Linked DNA regions of Strix aluco: region 1 is linked to region 2. Evidence: chromatin contacts called from public Hi-C data. All regions are on one chromosome and are shown on one strand. The core of a region is the stretch at or near the end of the contact, and the rest is flanking DNA. Distances in the headings are between cores, read along the strand shown.

Evidence for each region. A called contact is a pair of places that touch in the nucleus more often than the background predicts.
Region 1: a Hi-C map of heart shows a contact between it and region 2, with 15 times the contacts expected there. The contact joins the promoter of TERF2 here to the promoter of ZFHX3 in region 2. A contact is called at or near these places in 2 of 2 Hi-C or Micro-C datasets (brain and heart).

Annotation. Positions count from the first base shown.
Region 1 is chr14:1,396,307-1,399,017 of bStrAlu1.hap1, forward strand. It overlaps TERF2 (telomeric repeat binding factor 2), which reads left to right and starts at 1,368. Exons shown (of 10, transcript XM_074839570.1): 1 at 1,368-1,559; 2 at 1,744-1,839; 3 at 2,373-2,503. The coding sequence starts at 1,388.
Region 2 is chr14:1,237,444-1,240,351 of bStrAlu1.hap1, forward strand. ZFHX3 (zinc finger homeobox 3) reads right to left here and starts at 1,631. Exons shown (of 15, transcript XM_074839587.1): 1 at 1,544-1,631. PSMD7 (proteasome 26S subunit, non-ATPase 7) reads left to right here and starts at 1,721. Exons shown (of 7, transcript XM_074839593.1): 1 at 1,721-1,890; 2 at 2,805-2,896. The coding sequence starts at 1,817.

The DNA.
Region 1 (2,711 bases), core at 118-2,617, 160 kb after region 2:
TTCACGTGCTTTTCCACCTCAGGTGAAATAGTCCCCAGAATGGTGTCAGGGATGTTCCCTGGGCCAAAGCACCAACGCCTCCCAGCGAGAGATGTCCTGGAGCAGCAGAGAACCACCTCCTAATCCGGAGGCTCTGCTCGCCTCCTCGGGGCACTGCTTCTTGGCCTTCACTGGGATCACTGGGAAGCCAAAGTTATGCGAAATCTGAGTGACTGTGGGAAAATCTCTGCCCCAGGATGCCGAAGCAGGGACCTTGTTTTGTTGTTACAGGTCAGGGGGATGGGATTTGCGGATGGCTGGACTACGAGGAACGGGTGTAAGCAGTGTATGAAAGTGTCCCGGCTGCTCAAAAGACTAGAATAAAGAGCATAAAGTAAAAAAACCCACAAATAAAGTACAAAATAACAGCATCTAATACTTGAAGCGTTCAATCCCCTCTGCAAATGCAGGTTGTGCTTAATTAAGCCTTAATGCCCTGAGTTAGGCCTGGGTGCTCCCTCTCCCCTGCTCCAAGGCAGCAGCCCGGGAGGCCATTGCCGGTGCACGTCACCGTTTCCATTTTCTTCCCAGCTCTGTGGGGACGGCTCACGCTTCGGGATGCAGCCCGGCTCTGCTCCACCCGCCAGCTCTGAGCACCCATCCGTGAGGGCGCTGGCTCTGGTTTGAGGGTGCTAGGCCAAGTTTAACGGATCTCTGGACCTCCGTGGTGCCCGAGGTGAAACGCGTGGCTCAGGGGATCTTGCATCGTTTACAGGTGGTCGTTTCGCTGCTGGCCCGCATTTCCCAGCTGCAATAAGGTAACCAGTGCTCCAGAAAACACTGGTTTTGCTGGGAGCATGGAACTGGTGGTTGGAAGAGGATGAGGAAGGCGTCCTTCTTCTGCCCCTTGCTCCGTGTTGACCTTTGGGCAGGTGGAGAACGACCTTAGAACTTGTAGGACCCTATAGACGAGTGTACGCGCCGCTCGGCTCCGCTCTGAGCGTACCGGGATGCCATGGAGCTGCGGGGAGGCTGGGGCAGGCCCTGCCCCACGGCTGCCCACGCCTGCTGGGGGACTGGGGGGCCGGGGGGCCTCTCCCTGCGGAGGCCGGGCAGCGTGGGCACCTGCCGGAGCCCAGCTCAGTGTCCACAAGCCGGAGATGGGCAGCAGGAGAGTCCCCAGCCCTGAGGGACGTGGCCTGCTGTTCCCCTGCCTGCAGTGCCCCTGCCTGCCGGGACAGGCCCTGCAGCGCTCCGTCCGCCCGCCCCACAGCTGCCGCCGCCGCGGTGCACGCTGGGATGCGGAGGCGCTCGCGGCGTGACACGGCTCCGGCGGCCGGGGAGGGGCGGAGCGATGGCGCGGCGCGATCGTCACTTCCGCCGGGGCCGCGTGTCAGTTCCTGGCGGGATGAAGGGGAGGCGGAGGCCGGCGTCTCGGCGGGAGAAGATGGCGGGGCGGGGCGGCCTGGCCGAGGAGACGGTGAACGTCTGGGTCCTGCAGTTCTATTTCCACCAGGCCGTGGAGGCCTACCGCTCCGGGCGGAACCGCGACTTCCGCCAGCTCCGTGACGTCATGCAGGGTGGGCCGGGCCCGGGCTGAGGCGGGGAGCGGGGGCAGCCCCTGGGGGACCCGCGGGGAGGGCGGCGGTTGGGAAGGGGTAGGCGCGGGCTGGGGGTGAGGGCAGCCGGGGCCGGGGAGAGGCTGGTCCGCGGGCTGGGCCGTGCTGTACCGGTGTAACCCCCCCCCCACACCTCGTCCCACAGCGCTCCTTGTGCGGCCTCTGGAGCAGGACTGCACGGTGTCCCAGATGCTGCGCATAATGCAACTCCTGTCACGGATTGAGGAAGGCGAGAACCTCGGTGGGTCCCCAACCCTCCCAGCAAGGCGCTGGGGAAACTCCAGTGCTGGCTCACAGCCCACTGCCCCAGCTGGAGTGTGCCCTGTTCTGTGGCAGTGCCTCTGCAGCTCCCAGGATCTGTGTTTCTGCACAGACCAGGGCTCTGGGCTGAAGCTGTTAAGCTGTAGGAGCTTTCCCCTGAGGGTGAGGGGCCGGGGAGCGTGGCTGTTCGTGTCTCTATCGTGCTGCCGTAGCCATGAGCAGTGTGCTTGAACCCAAGCTCCAGGGCTGTCCTGCTACCAAACAGACTAGCCTTGTGACTTCAGCTCAGCCTCGCAGCTTCTGAAATGCTCCCCCACATCAGTTATTTGTAGTCAAGTGGTTCTGCACCTTTCCCTGCCTGGGGGGGATCTTGCAGTTTAGACATTTGGCAATGTCTCATCTTTCTCCTCAGTAGCTCTAGAATTTGCAGTCAGAATGAGCAAGTGAGTAACTAACTGTCCGTAAGGCATCGCTGTGAATGCCTTGCAAATCGGCGGCTGTGAATTCTTGCAGATTGCACCTTCGATAAAGAGTCAGAGCTCACCCCTCTTGAATCAGCAATCGGTGTCCTGGACCTCGTTCAGAGAGAATTCTCTGTGGCTGAGAAGACGATGGAAACTATTCAGAAAATGGTGAAGGAAGCTGTAAGACCTTTTTCAATAAATGCTTTGCTTGTCTTTTGTCTTAAAAAGGTCTTGTACAAATGGCAGTGGGAATTGCCTCGTGTGTAGAATACCGTCCTTAGTACTGACTTGGCTGCAAATGCGTATCTTCAGTGTATGTGCTTCTTCATCAGTTAAAGTAGAAGTTGTTTTTTCTATGGAAGGTGGTACTAAGCTGTCACCTGTGTGC
Region 2 (2,908 bases), core at 381-2,880:
TTAAACCAAGACAGCAAAATAAAGCAGTAATAAAATCAATAAAAGGTGCTTAAAACATTCCTTCTATTAGGTAATGGCATTTAAAATATCCGTAGCTTGTAATGGCACTTAGGATATGCCCAAAAATCAATGAGCTAAATTACTTATTGAACTAGTTAATTTGAACATTGAGTTTTATATGTATATTGATAAAACAAGCTACAAGAATAATACGGGCTATATTTGAATTTCACGGTCAGATGTCTCCCTCTGCTGGGAAAAAACCTCTAAAAATTCGACCAGAAATTGTTTTTAAAAGCACCAACACTGAAGGATGTAACGTCTAAAAAAATCCACAAGAGGTCTCTTATTCTCACAGAGTTTGTAAATTAACTGCTTTTGCTGAAATCTGCGGTGTTAAAAGATGCTAAACAGCAACACAAAACTTTAGATTTCACCCAGAATACCGCCATTTGGTCAGACCTGAGAAACAGGCAAAAACCACATAAGTGTGAGGGAAGTGTAGAAAATAAGGGATATCATAATGCTTTAAAACCAGTGAGACTATCCTTAAGAATTTTGCTAATACTTTTCACGTTAATAATAACTCCATAGTAGATTCAGGAATAACAGCCCAGGTTCTATTTTCTTGCTACAAGCACAAAAGAAGCTCTGTTGTCTACCAGGTCCTACTCTTGAGGCGCAAAAATCCTCCTACAATGACTAACCAAAGTACTCTGCTTAATTTGGAGTCTGTTTCTCCTTTATGTCAAGGAAATCTGTATTTTAGAGGGGGAAACTAAGGCTGAAGGATGTTGGCTTTACCTACACAGTCCTCTCAGAACAAAACAGTAACAGCAGTAAAGATTTCTGCCTATTTGCATAGACTTTTATCACTGCAGTCCTGGGAATGCTGACATTACCCAAAGCTCTGGAACAAGAGGCAGGGTGACAGGAGTTTCTTCCAGGCCAGGCTGCAGCAACTCCCGGAGTTGCAGACTGACACAGAAGTTAAGGCAGAGCGCACAGCCACGGTCGGGCTACCACCCCGCATATGCTGTTTGTGTTTGCACTCTCTATCGAGATGACGAGAGAGCACTACTGCATATTAAACCTGCAGACTAGTGCTAAGATTACATCATTGTGAGGCTGCGCTCTCATTTTCTGAAAGGTCATGGTGATTAGGAGACATTCCTGAGAACTGGAAAAAGGCAAATGCGACACTCGTGTTCCACAAGAGCGGCAGAGGGAGCCGGGGAAGGTTGGCCAGCCCCTGAAAACCCTGTCCCTGGAAGGATTACGCGGCAAAAGGCCATTTAGCGAGCAGGCGGACAAGGGCGCGCTGGCTGGGGCCGGGCATGGCTCGGCGGGGCCGCCCGCCTCCCTCCGCCCCTGCCTCCTCAGACCCCCCGGCTGACAGGAACCGGCCCCACAGCCGCCCCCCCTCAGGCGGGGCGCGCCGAGGCGCAGCTTGCAGGGAACGGAGACCAGCACCCCCGGAGACCCCCAGGCGAGGGCCGCTCGCCGGCTGCCCGCCTCCCTGCTCCGCCGGCCCGCCCCTCACCTCCGGGCGGAGCGAGCCGACTTCCCCAAGATGGTGCCGCGCCGCCGACAGCGGAGATGCACCTTCCCAAGATGGCGGCGGCGCGTCCGTCTCCCGCGACCTCTCCAAGATGGTGTCCCGCTGCCGACGGCGACCTCTTAAAGATGGCGGCCGTAGCCCCGCCCCGAAGCGGGGCAGGCTGGGAGCGGGGCCGCGCGGCGGGGAGCGGGCCTGGTGCGGGCGGTCGGGCCGGGCTGGCGGCGGAGCGGAGCGGGGCCGGGCCGGGCGGGCGCCATGCCGGAGCTGGCGGTGGACCGGGTGGTGGTGCACCCGCTGGTGCTGCTCAGCGTCGTCGATCACTTCAACAGGTGGGGCCGGCCAGGCGCGGCGCCGCGGCGCTGAGTCACGGTCACGGCCCGGGCTGGGCTGGGCCGTGAGGGAGCCGGGGCCGTGAGGGGAGCGCGGCCGTGAGGGAGCCAGGGCCGTGGGGGGAGCGCGGCCGTGAGGGCCCCGGGGCGCGCAGGATCGGGGTGGAGGGGTCCCCGCGCCGTGAGGGGAGCGGCGCGCCCGGGCCCGGGCCGGTGGCTCGGTGCCGAGGGCCGCGATCCCCGGGTGGCGGCGGGAGCGCGGCCTGCGGGAGCCGCCGCCGCCGTTGTTTTCCGCTTCAGGAGGAGGAAAGTCCGAGGGCGGGGAGCGTGAGGGGGCTGTCGGCGCCCTTCCTCGGAAACAACCTCCTGCTGCCTTAAAACACGAGTGGGGGAGCAGTGGGGCTGGCTCCCCAGGCTGCGGCTGGCTGAGCGGGGGGTAGCTCGCACCCCGCTAAACACCGAGCAATTTGTGCCTGATTTAACTTAATTGCGCCAATTGACAAGGAGTTTCAGTGTCAAAAATAAAAAAGCGAACTCTCACAAGGCGAACAAGCCCGCTATTGTGCAAGCAAATTGCGGATGACACCGAGCAGTTTAAGAGCTTACTCACTTTTTTATAGCTCATTGTCCTGCGGAGAGGCTGCGGCGGGGCTGGGTTTGGGTCACGCTCCCCCTCCGCAGCCGCGCAGTCCTGGTTCCGCATCGCTGGGTTACAAGGTTTGGTTCTGAGGGCACCGAAACGCCTTTTTCTGGGTGTAAATCAGCAATCAGTAATAAAACAATCATAACGCCTCTTCTGTTCCGACACTCATACTGTTTAACTTGCAGAATTCAAGCGAAGCAAGTGATCTGCTGTTACCTTCTTTCCTGAATCAGGCTTTTTGTCATAGGAACTGACCGTCTTTTCCATTTAGAATAGGAAAAGTTGGAAATCAGAAACGAGTCGTTGGGGTGCTGCTGGGCTCGTGGCAGAAAAAAATACTAGATGTGTCCAACAGTTTTGCAGGTGAGTTTGGGT